3 separate regions of the Rattus norvegicus genome follow, and all the other regions are linked to region 3. Evidence: chromatin contacts called from public Hi-C data. All regions are on one chromosome and are shown on one strand. The core of a region is the stretch at or near the end of the contact, and the rest is flanking DNA. Distances in the headings are between cores, read along the strand shown.

The links. A called contact is a pair of places that touch in the nucleus more often than the background predicts.
Region 1: a Hi-C map of the A7r5 cell line shows a contact between it and region 3, with 4 times the contacts expected there. The contact joins two enhancer-like sites. A contact is called at or near these places in 2 of 12 Hi-C or Micro-C datasets (the A7r5 cell line and mammary epithelial cells).
Region 2: a contact with region 3 is called in a Hi-C map of the A7r5 cell line, with 2.5 times the contacts expected there. The contact joins two enhancer-like sites. A contact is called at or near these places in 4 of 12 Hi-C or Micro-C datasets (the A7r5 cell line, Schwann cells, frontal cortex and 1 more).

The regions. Positions count from the first base shown.
Region 1 is chr16:62,969,079-62,972,953 of GRCr8, forward strand. No RefSeq gene overlaps it. Among named protein-coding and RNA genes, the nearest start is that of Prag1, 130 kb to the left of the region's middle. Within about 2 kb of position 2,528, at least 8 of the 93 cell types and tissues checked have an H3K27ac peak or open chromatin away from gene starts, as enhancers often do. A contact at or near this core is called in the A7r5 cell line, where this site is marked.
Region 2 is chr16:62,917,850-62,921,639 of GRCr8, forward strand. No RefSeq gene overlaps it. Among named protein-coding and RNA genes, the nearest start is that of Prag1, 75 kb to the left of the region's middle. Within about 2 kb of position 1,817, at least 17 of the 93 cell types and tissues checked have an H3K27ac peak or open chromatin away from gene starts, as enhancers often do. A contact at or near this core is called in the A7r5 cell line and Schwann cells, where this site is marked.
Region 3 is chr16:62,748,215-62,751,913 of GRCr8, forward strand. LOC120097451 (a long non-coding RNA gene) reads right to left here. Exons shown (of 4, transcript XR_010058415.1): 3 at 2,270-2,721. Among named protein-coding and RNA genes, the nearest start is that of Lonrf1, 62 kb to the left of the region's middle. Within about 2 kb of position 2,282, at least 10 of the 93 cell types and tissues checked have an H3K27ac peak or open chromatin away from gene starts, as enhancers often do. A contact at or near this core is called in the A7r5 cell line and Schwann cells, where this site is marked.

The sequences.
Region 1 (3,875 bases), core at 1,278-3,777, 220 kb after region 3:
GATCTTAGAGCATAAGCCATTGGTGTTTTGTTCAGGAAATTTTTTCCAGTGCCCATGTGTTCCAGATGCTTCCCTAGTTTTTCTTCTATTAGTTTGAGTGTATCTGGTTTGATGTGGAGGTCCTTGATCCACTTGGACTTAAGCTTTGTACAGGGTGATAAGCATGGATCGATCTGCATTCTTCTACATGTTGACCTCCAGTTGAACCAGCACCATTTGCTGAAAATGCCATCTTTTTTCCATTTGATGGTTTTGGCTCCTTTGTCAAAAATCAAGTGCCCATAGGTGTGTGGGTTCATTTCTGGGTCTTCAATTCTGTTCCATTGGTCTATCTGTCTGTCTCTGTACCAATACCATGCAGTTTTTATTACTATTGCTCTGTAATACTGCAAATAATTTTCCATAAAACAGCCCCCATAGTTATATGGTTAAGACAACCCTCAGAGTTACATGGCTAAGACAACCCTCATGTTTACATGGCTAAGACAACCCCCAGAGTTATATGGTTAAGACAACTCTCATGGTTATATGGCTGACCACAGGGTCATAATGTTTAAAATTCATATTTTGTGACTTAATTGAAGATACTTTGAAGCGAGTCTGTCATTCCACTTATTTCAGCCTCTTTTGTTTTCATTGCAACTACACGAGTACGAAGACTTTTTGGTTCTTACTTGGTACCAGTGGTTTTGTCAATATTACTTCCAGCTGGCCAAGATAAAAGCTGATATAGAAAAAGGGGCATTTAAGAGTTGACCTTATTGTGAAAACGGTTAGGTCATGGGCTCCCAGAAATGGTCTTGGGGAGCTCTTGGGTATTCTCTGGGCATCATTTTTAAAGAACTTCTGTCCTATGAGGACTGGAGAACCCCTCTCAGTGACTGTAAGTACCCCCTGCTTGTTGAGTGCTGGTCACCCCTTCCCCCATAAGGTAACATCAGTCCATCAAAGTCCAATTGTTTATACGCAGCACGGAACAGTTTGGTTACAGTAGCTAAACTAGGCTTGGTGCTAAATCAGTTCTTTTTCCTAATGAAGTTCTTTCCTGCCCTCATGGAACTCACCTACTACTGGAGAGATTCAAGGGGCAAAGGGAACAGGAGGTGTTTGGAGCAATGCACGAGAAAGTGAGAGTTCGGTGGAGAAGCCCGGAAGAAGGCTAAGAGACCCTGATGGAGAGATGTGATATTGGAAGCTTCGGGGTTTCCAAAGCCAATTTAGCCTCAAGCTCTTGAGGATGCAGTTAGATGCATTGGGGGTCACATCATGGCCACACAAAGCCAAGCAAGCGAGCAAACAAAAGTGACAGAGAAATAAGGGTAGAGAGGGATGCTCATGGCCTACAGCTGTTAGAGAAAGCTCAGACACATAGGATTTTACATAGAGTAGGCAGGCCTATTCTCCAGCGTACTCAGTTTGAGAAGTTCATTCCTCAGCATATTCAGCTTAAGGTCATAGCTCAAGAAGAAAAGTAGGGCACCCAGGAGTTTGCCTCTAAGGATACTTGCTGGACATTGGTCTTAGACAACACAGCAACACTGATAACTTGGTGAGCTAACCAGAGAGTTCTGCTCAGGGAGATAGAACAACACATTTCCAAATGAGCATCAGCCTCAGGAAACCTCAAACGGTGTTACCAGGAAAGCCCTACTCCTTTGAGTCAGGCCTTTGAGTCGATTTTCTTTTAGACATGGAACCTCTCTGCATTTATTCTGTAAATGTGTAGTAAGCGTTTTCTTTGCATCCTGCTCTGTGGTAAGTGCTGGGAAAAGACAGGTCCTCTGCTAAAGTAGTTTAGGGATTTAGAGCAAAGGCGAGAAGAGAGTGCATTCCAGAGGCAGGGAGGGTCTGTCACACCCCAACCTGCTGGGTCAGGAGGTGACTATGGCTAAGGAGTATACACAAATTCATACACACACACACACACACACACACACACACACACACAGAGAGACAGAGAGACAGAGAGAGACAGAGACAGAGAGACAGAGGCAGAGACAGAGAGACAGAGGCAGAGAGACAGAGACAGAGAGACAGAGGCAAAGAGACAGAGATTGAGAGGCAGAGGCAGAGGCAGAGGCAGAGGCAGAGAGAGCATTAAGTGCTATGTCTGAGATCCAGAACTTCCTTACCATATTAGACTAACATTTAGGAAATTCTTCCAAGGACATAGTTTAGTAGTTCAGTTGGTAGAGTGCTAGCCTTGCATTCAGGAGACCCTGGGTTCAGTCTATAGTTACAAAAAAAAGTCTGACAGCCTCCCTCATAACCACAGAAGCTTAGGAAACAGAAACTACAAACAGTAACCTCTTTAATATCCAGGCCAAGAAGACATTAGTTATATTTTATACAGAGAAAGGAATCAAGGCCCACAGAGTCTACCCACTCTACTTCTCAGCCATTACATCCCGCCAAAGCAAACAAAGTTTGCCTGGCATCAACTTCGAGACACAGAATTCATCAGGTCTCAGCTCTGCCTGAGGCGAGCACATCTCATCGCTCTTTCTCTCAGCTTCCCGCCTTCCTTCTGAGTCAAGGCCTGTCCTCTCTTTCTGGCTGCATCTGGCATTCCTTAAACACTTGCTCACCTCTTACAAGTGACAGCAGATTTTGTTCCTCTGGTTGACCCTTTTGTGCTGGTTCGCAGTCTTTTTTTATGGCTTAATCTGCTCCTGGTTACCTTGGACAAAGTTTTCCTAGTTCAGATAGATATGCATCTTGGGTCCTTCTGGATCAGCCTTCTGGTTCAGGATCTAGACTGTCAGCCTCTCCAAGGCTTGTGCAAGTCCAGGGTAAACTGAGAAGGCACTCCCTCAAAATTTGTGCGCAGAACCACTGTCTAACAATACCTTTGTCCTGGCTTCTAAAAATGGCCTTAACCTCTGAAAGTCTCCTGCCATCTACTTGGAGAACTAACTATATTTACTCCTGTACAATAAAACATACAATTGCCAGGAAGACTTTAAAATCAGTACAGTTTTCTCTGAATCACAAACCAGTTTCCGCCCACACTCACCCAGCTCAATCTTGTTTCTTTTGTCCTACTTTATGTTCCTTTTCAATAATCAAATTTTCAAGTTTTTTTTTGTGACTCATGGAGGATTAATCATTGATTCATTCATTAGATAGTTCAAACATTTATCAGCATCTCCAATGTGTCAAATGGTAGACAGCCTCTGTTTTCTGATAACCAGTCAGCAGTTGGACACATAAGTGGAGTACCATGCTAGAAGCAGGTTTTATGATTTTTTTGGTTAACACGGGTCTGCTTTGACCCTCGATGCTCCTTTGGGCTGTTTTGTGCTTTTCTGTCCCCCCCCCCAAGTGAGATAATATCCTATAATCAATTTGTATCAGATTCAAGGCTTAAAGTATGTACTCTAACATGTGATTTATTATTTCCATTTTAATTTCTGAGGGGGAGGGTTACAGGCTTGCTGGCTGCCATGTGAGACTCCCTCAGAGCTGGAACAAAGGGAGGGAACGAGGGAGGGAGAGAGGAAGGGAGATGGGGACAGAGAGGTCTACCTGACAGTTCCGGTGTGAAGCTTTGTACTTCCTGCGTCTAGAGGTTAGCATCATGGGCTCTATTGCTGCTCGCTTCTCCTTTTGGATTCTCTCATGACCTGAGCATAGCCTACATTTTGGATGATCACTCCTGGTTCTCAGCTACTGTCCTTGGACAGCTGTGTTATCAGCCTTTGAGAGCCTTTTTATAGTTGAGTGTCGGCTTCAGAATACCTATTCGTTCCTCTGTTGTCGAATGGTGGGACTGGATGTTCTCAGTGTCTTGGTGGTCTAAGGCAATGGTTCTCAACCTGTGGGTTGAAGCCTCTCAGCAAACCTTGATCACCAAAAATATTTGCCTTATGACT
Region 2 (3,790 bases), core at 567-3,066, 170 kb after region 3:
CCTTGCTGGGCTTCCCGTCTTCTGCCTCTCAGCTGAAGAGAGCAGCCTTTCCAGGTGAGGGGAGTTGTTCGCTCATTCATACATTCATTCATTCACGCATCGTTTCACCGAATCTGTTTGTATTTTTGGAAGACTTTTTCATCTGGGGTATGTTTCTGAAGGAAAACCTAAGGAATTCACCCTGGCTTCTTCCCAGGACTTTGTGATTGGTTGCTCACCTGTCTCCCTCTCTCTGCTTTGCAGGAAGGGCAGTCCTCCATGCAATTCAGTTTCTGGAGATGGGTGGATGGAGAAAGGTGTGCAGCCACTGGTTTCACAAACGATTCTCATGTGATCTAGAGGAAAAGGGTCCTCTTGTCCTCCTCAGTGATCGACCCTGCTTCCACACAAGTGCATTTATGGAGAACCTCTTTGCACACAAAGCTGAAAGAAAGGAAGGAAGGAAGGAAGGAAGGAAGGAAGGAAGGAAGAGAGAGAGAGAGAGAGAAAGAAAGAAAACCAAATGCTACTTCCCACCAACTTATTTAAGAAGGTTTAGTCTTGGTTATGTTAAAAAAAAAACACTGTCGTAAAGGTGACTAATTTTCTTTACACGTCTAAATATAATGTCAGTGAGGGAAGCTGCTACCCACTGTGTGACAGAGTTAACTATGTTTAGCTATATAGTATAGAGCATGTAGAACAGGCAGATGATGTCCACTCCTACACGTTCTACCCACTCAAATGCCAAAAAAAAAAAAAGAAAGAAAGAAAAAGAAAAGAAAAAAGAAAAGAAAAAAGAAAAGAAAAAAGAAAGAAATAAAAGAGAAAAATGTCTGCTTTTCACCATTTCTGAATCTCCATCTGCTCCGGACTTCACTTACTTAAAGGTTCAAATCTGAACCCTTCAGTCCCCACTTCCTTACCTCTACCTACACCAGCAGGAGGGCTTGGCGCTACACCCAGCAAACACTCCGGAACTTGTCACTGTCTAACAACAGTAGCTGCTCTACTCATAACCTCCCGTGGACTTCCGTGTGAGCTATGGATGCTCTGCCTGCATGAGTTCCTGCTCCGCCTTCTTCCACTGCTCCAGTCTCTTCTAAATCCGAAGCACAGATCACCTTACTCTCCCGCTAAGCACCAGCCAGCACTTTTGCACCATACTTGACAGAAGTCCAGCATTCCCCCCAGACCTCAATGCCAGCCTGGATTGTCCTTGACCTATCACTTTCCTGAGCCACTGCACAACTAACGCACAGTTCACAGTATCACAGTGGCTTCTTGGGTTTCTTTGAACATGGTCCAGCTTGGTCCCCTCTGTCGGGCATTCGCACTTCCGGGAGGATATACCTGGAAATACTTTTGTATTTTCTCCAGCTGTTCACATTTAGTGCTGTATTGATCAGGATATCCTGGAACTTCTGGTGCCGTAAGAATCATCTGGTTGCTTAGTGTTCCTATCTTTGCACACAGTGGGCTGTTAGGCTGTGGTATGCGTGAAATTAGGACTTTAAAATCCTCTAGCCAGGCAAGCTGGTTTGCCTCTGTGATCTCAGCACTTGGGAGATAGAAGCAGGAGATTTGAAGTTCAAAAGTCATTCTCTGATGCATAATGAATTTGGAGCTAACCTGGGCTATGCAAGAGTCTATCTCAATCACCTATTACAAAACCAACATGAAATCCCTTTGACCACAAGTCCTTCTAGTCCACAGTGCGATCAGAGACAAATGGAATGTGTGATTTCTGAGGTCTTGTCTGGGCTCCAGCAGACACAGGCCTCAGTGACTAACCAGTGCTGACCACACAAAGAGGGAACGGCCATCACTTCCGGCATAGACTCTGTCATGGCAACCTCAGCCACAGACTGCTTGACATGCAGTCCTCTCCCACTCCTCAGGAAGGAGCGAGTCTTCCCATGCTGACAAGAACACAAGGTTTAATATGCTTCTAAGATTAGAACAAGCCTCACAGAACAAAGATGTTTGTGTATATGGTCTGGTCATCATCTGAAACACTCATATACAGTAAGCACATTGTTCGGAGCAGATCTCATTACCCCCAGTCCTGGCCACAATTTGCTATTTTAGAACCCTCTTTGTTTCTGTTCTGCTGAATTAATTCAGACTGTCAAAAAGCAGAGGGCATATCAGGGCCCTAAATCAAGTCATCTGTCTAGAAATTGCCTTTGAGGAACGTCCCTTTTCTCGTTCTTCCCCCAACTAGTCCCCTCTGCCTTCTCCTCTTAATGAAAAGACTTCAAAGGGGATATGCTATGTGTTTCTTCTAATAGTACACGGGAAAGAGGAGACAGCCTTTTGAAATATACATCTCTCTGTGAATGTTGGCGGGGATAGGGTTGGGGGGAGGGTGTGGGATAGTTGTTATCGGCTCCTGCCATTGAAATTCCTTAATTTAAAGAAGCATTCAGCAGTCTTCATTAAGAAATACTCTTCAGTTCTCCATCTTTCGGATGGAGATCATTGGTGAGTCATAGTAAATAGTATTTGAGGGAGTTATCCTAAATGGGATAAGGGTGATTTAAGAAGGAGGGTACATGAATCAGGAGTAGAAGAGGAGAGAGTGCACATGTAGAGAGTGGGCAGAATGGGGAGAGGCTTCCACTGCACAGCCAATTGGTGACACACCTTCATTCAAGTCACTGATGTTTCTCTTCACGGATAAAGAAGTCTAGGAAGAGGTATCTTTCCAGCTTTCACAACCAAGAGTCTGACCTTCAGAAGAGCAGGGATATTTACTCAGACCATCAGCCCAGTGTCTCCTCTAGCCTCTAGCCTCATGCTCTGTCATTCTGTGGTCTATCACAGGGTACCCAACCATGACACAGTTGATCTTTTCAATTATCTGTTGAGGAGGCTGCATTGTGCTTCCAGGCACAGTACACCTGAACTCAAGGGTCTGTTTACCACTTGACTCTGGCTTCTCACTCCCCAGTGGCACTGCGCCCTGCCTATGCTCTAACTGCCTCTGGGCCAAGCACCCTCACGAGGATAATATCACCTTGATTTAGACCCTCTTCTTTAACTCATTGAGCCCCAAACTATTAAAAACACAAATGCCTGGGAAAAACAAATATACAGGTATAAACTACTATTGTGTTTTGCTCATCCAAGAAAGGGCAATGACATCCACTTTCCAATCATAAGTAGTTAACTTTTTTTCAATTAAAAACTATCTAGCAAACAAAAACATCAACAAGGTGGAGCATGGCTCTTTAAGCAGTCTTATGAGCTTCCTCGGTAACTTTGGGATGACATAGAAAAATAAAAGTCAGTTACAACTGGATTACATTCAGGAAGAGACACAATTAGGTGCCAAAATTCATTCAACAGTACTTGGAATCCACTGACCTGACTGTCAATCCTGGCATCAACTGTAAATAGCTCTGGTGAAGAAATGGACTAAATTAGGACAGTTATTATGGCAAACAGTATAGAGATTTCTTTTAAAAGCAGGATCTATCTATTTATCTCTCATCTATATTGCATAATATATATATATATATATATATATATATATTTCTCGAGAGAGATTAAGATACATTCTATAAGTTCTTTTCCTCAGGGGAACCCTGACTAATGCAGATTTTCCTTCCAGGAGTGGGTTTTGTTGTGACAGACCTGACCATAGTTTTTTGGGGAGGATTGTGGGATAACTTTGTAACATAGGGCTAGAAAAAAAACCTGTGTTTTGAGAGAGCAGGGGAGAGATCTGTTCTGTAGGAGCTTGGAAGATAAGAATGTTGAGAGCGAATGAGTAAGCAGCATCTTCCTTGCCCTCTGCATCAGC
Region 3 (3,699 bases), core at 1,032-3,531:
AGGGGAAAGCATGTTAGATTCTCTTTCTCCCCCCCTTCCCCTCCTTCCCTTCCTCTTGCCCTCTCTCCTTCCTCCCCAGGCCCCTCCTTTTCTTCTCTTGACCCTGCTTAGTCTGTGGTGGGAATGCTGGGCTTCCTTCCATCTATTGGCTCAGAGTCTTTGTCTTCAGATGAGAGGTTTGGCTTGGATGTTGCCTCATCTTTCCCTTAGGTCCCTAAGGGACCTAATTCCACTGAGATCAGACTTGGTGAAGAAGTGGGACTTGCATTTTTGGGAGGTTTTCAGTCAGGACCCTCAGGAGTGTTTTCACCTTTCCTCCTTCTTGCTCCCTTGATAGCGTTTCTACAGCAAAAATGAGCTCGTTCCCAGCACGAGTCACAGTGACTCTGACGGGGACATTTCTCACTGTCACTCCATTTGCTCTTCCTCTCTGATAACTGCGTGCTGATGGCCAATGTCTAATCTTAAGCACACCATCCTCCCTTTCTGCAGCACTCTGGTTTTCCTCTCATATAATTAAATTGTATTTCTACTGTCTTGCTAATGCTCAGTTTCCCTCCAGTTTAAAAGCTTATGAATGTTAACTGCCACACATACACAAGCACTCAGGTACACACACACACACACACACACACACACACACACACACACACACACACACCAAGGATGCATAGGCATTAACCAGGGGCAGGAGAAGGGAGGCCACTTAGTGTGAAAAGTCCAGAAAACTAGAAGGTTAAAGATCATGGAGTGGGAAGGAGAATAAGTAGAGAAAAAACAGCAACAGCCAGTAGCCAAATTACAGTTATGAAGTGGCAACAAAAATAATTCTATAGTTGAGGGTCCCCGCAACCAGTCAGTCCACAAAGTCTTCTAAAACCTGATAATGCTTAGTGGTTTTGAGACAGGGTTTCCCTGTGGAGTCCTAGAACTCATTTTGTAGACCAGACTGACCTCTAACTCCTGGAGATCCACCTCTCTCTGCCTCCTGAGTGCTGGGATGCTGGGATTAAATGTGTGCCACCATGCCTGGAGTCTGAAAATTCTTTTGTAACTCTCTTAACAAAAGACTTAGGTCAGGCTTGTGTGTGTGTTGATGATAAATGTGCAGTGTAAAGTTTTTCTGTCTTTGGTACATGTGGAATTCTATCATTATGTTAAAATAAATGAAATTTCTCTTCAGTTTCCTTCTACCTCCTTTCTGTATGCTGACACTGCTAGCTTATATCATGCAGAAGCCAGCCTTTTCTACACCTAACCTTAGAATCCCATTCCCCTGCCTCCCAAATGTTCCACCATGACTACCCACTCCTCATAGGTATTCTTTTTACCTCAATCAGTACACTCATCATGTGAAAACCAAATTAACGACTGATAGACGAGTGTGTTAAGAATGAAATAAAAAACAGAAGACATTTGCAGTTTGGGGTAAGACACGTTAACCATTTGCTTAACTGCAACTAGGATGCATAGAAGACCTGTAGGTACTAGAATGCACATAGGGCCAGGACCCAGCCAATTCTGCATGTAGAAGGAAATCCTTACGAAGCAATGACATTTAGGATGACTCACAAAGGATGAGTAAGTCTCTATGTGACATAGAGAAATCCATTCACATGCATATGTTGTTTGCCTGGGAGTCCCGGGTGCCTGCAACACTAGGCCTACAAAAGATGCATCCTTTCCTGGTTCTAGGACATGCATCTCAACTAGAGATGGCTGTCCTAGGTTGGGAGCCATCAGGATGACCGGAACATTCTGCAATCATAGCCATAACCTATTATCTTATGACTAAGAGATAGGTAAATCATATCACCCAGGAGTGGTATCTTGTATGGGATAATAAAATAGGTTTGCAGGACTTGAGAGAGGGTTCAGAGGCTCTTTTTCTGCTCTTGCAGAAGACCAGGGCTTAGATCCCAGCACCCACATGGCAACTCACACACAACTGTCTGTGACTCTAATTCCAAGGATCCAGTGTTCTCTTCTAACTCCCGTCGTCTACTGCATGCATGTAGTATACATACATACAAATACAACAAACATTAAGAAGGAAAGAAAGAAGGAAGGATGGGAGGAAAGAAAGAAACAAAGGAACAACAGAAGAAGAAAAAACAAGCTTGAGACACTTCGAATTCCAACTTAATCTCATGTTGCCTGACTTTTCCCGGGAGACATAAACAAATGTCTCTCCACTGAAACCAGGGCATCAGTAACAGACCCAAGAACCAACTCATCCAAGCCTAGCTCGGTGAACTAGTGAACCTACCGAGCTCTCTGACAGAAGGGTGGTTGAGAGGTTACTCATAGGAATGTACGTGACTGCGAGACGACCACAGAGCTGCAAAGTCCCACGTCAGCATGGCTGTTGGCCTCGGCAACCGGCAACTGAAGACAGTGTTCCTCCTTCAGTTAACCCCGTACCTTCCTCAGCTCTACCACCTCCAGAGAGGGCGAGCAGCCAGAGCAGAATGTTATAGAGCTGGGGTGAGGGGTGGGTGAGGCACAGGAAGGAGGGAGTGGGTGGAAGTTCAGGGGAAGGCCTAATGACCCTTCTGTGAGGGAGTTATCAACAGGCCTGATCCTGTGAAGGCTTCATGGAGATCTGATTAAAACGGTGAAGGGAATGCCGTGCTGAGAACCGAACACCACAGAGTTTGAAGAAGTTGGTGGAGGCTGGGAAACATTTTTCAGCGTCTCTCTGCGTCCATTTTCTCATCTCTAAAACAGAGCAACACTGACTATAGTAAACGGAAACCCTTGTTTAAACTGGCTTAGATAATAAAAAGCTGTGTTAACTCTGAGAAACAGGACTCTGCTCAAGGATAGCATTTCTAAACTCTGGTTCACCCCCCCACCCCCACCTCCCACCCCCACCCCCCACCCCCCACTCCACCCTATTCTCTCAGATTTACTTTCTTTTTTTAACTCTGTGTGTGTGTGTGTGTGTGTGTGTGTGTGTGTAGCTCAAGCACACTAGTGCAAAAATCCACAAAGGCCAGAAGAGTCAGATGCCCCTGGATCTGGATTAACAAGTGGTTTTAAGCCACCCAATGGGTCCTGGGAACTGAACTTGTGTCCTTACCAAAAGCAGTGCATGCTCTTAACCGCTGAGCCAGCTCTGTCTTGGCCCTGGTTGCTTCTCTCAGTTTTCTGGGCCGATGCGCTTCCTTGAGTAGGCTACAGCTTCAGCCATGTTGCAAAGCAGCAGCATCAAAGCAATCTCCTACTCGTCCTCTGTCTCTCGGGGCTGACGGAGTGCCCCAGAGCTCTGGCAAGTGTCCCCTCACTGTTGCAAGCCCACCCTGCAACAGAACATCTGAGTTCTCCAGCGTTTGGGGGTGGAGGGAGGTGAGTGGAACCGGAACTCTGGAGAAAGGTGAAGCATTCTTGGGGTGTGGGGGGGGATGGGGGGCTAAGGCTGCTCACAGAGAGTAGGGCGCACTCAGTGAGAACTGCATGCCCAGGGCTAATCTTTGCAGTTCACTTAGATAACCAAGTCGTCAACATCAATACAGTACAAGGTTACAGAGCAACACTGACTGTAGCTCAGTGGAGAATCAAAACACCTACTGTGTTCCCTCAACGCCAGCTAGAACACTGCACTGTACACTTTCCCCAGGGACAATCCATTCTATAATAGACTTGCAGTTGACTGGCACTTAGACATAACTACTGTCAACTGTCAAAAAAAAAAAA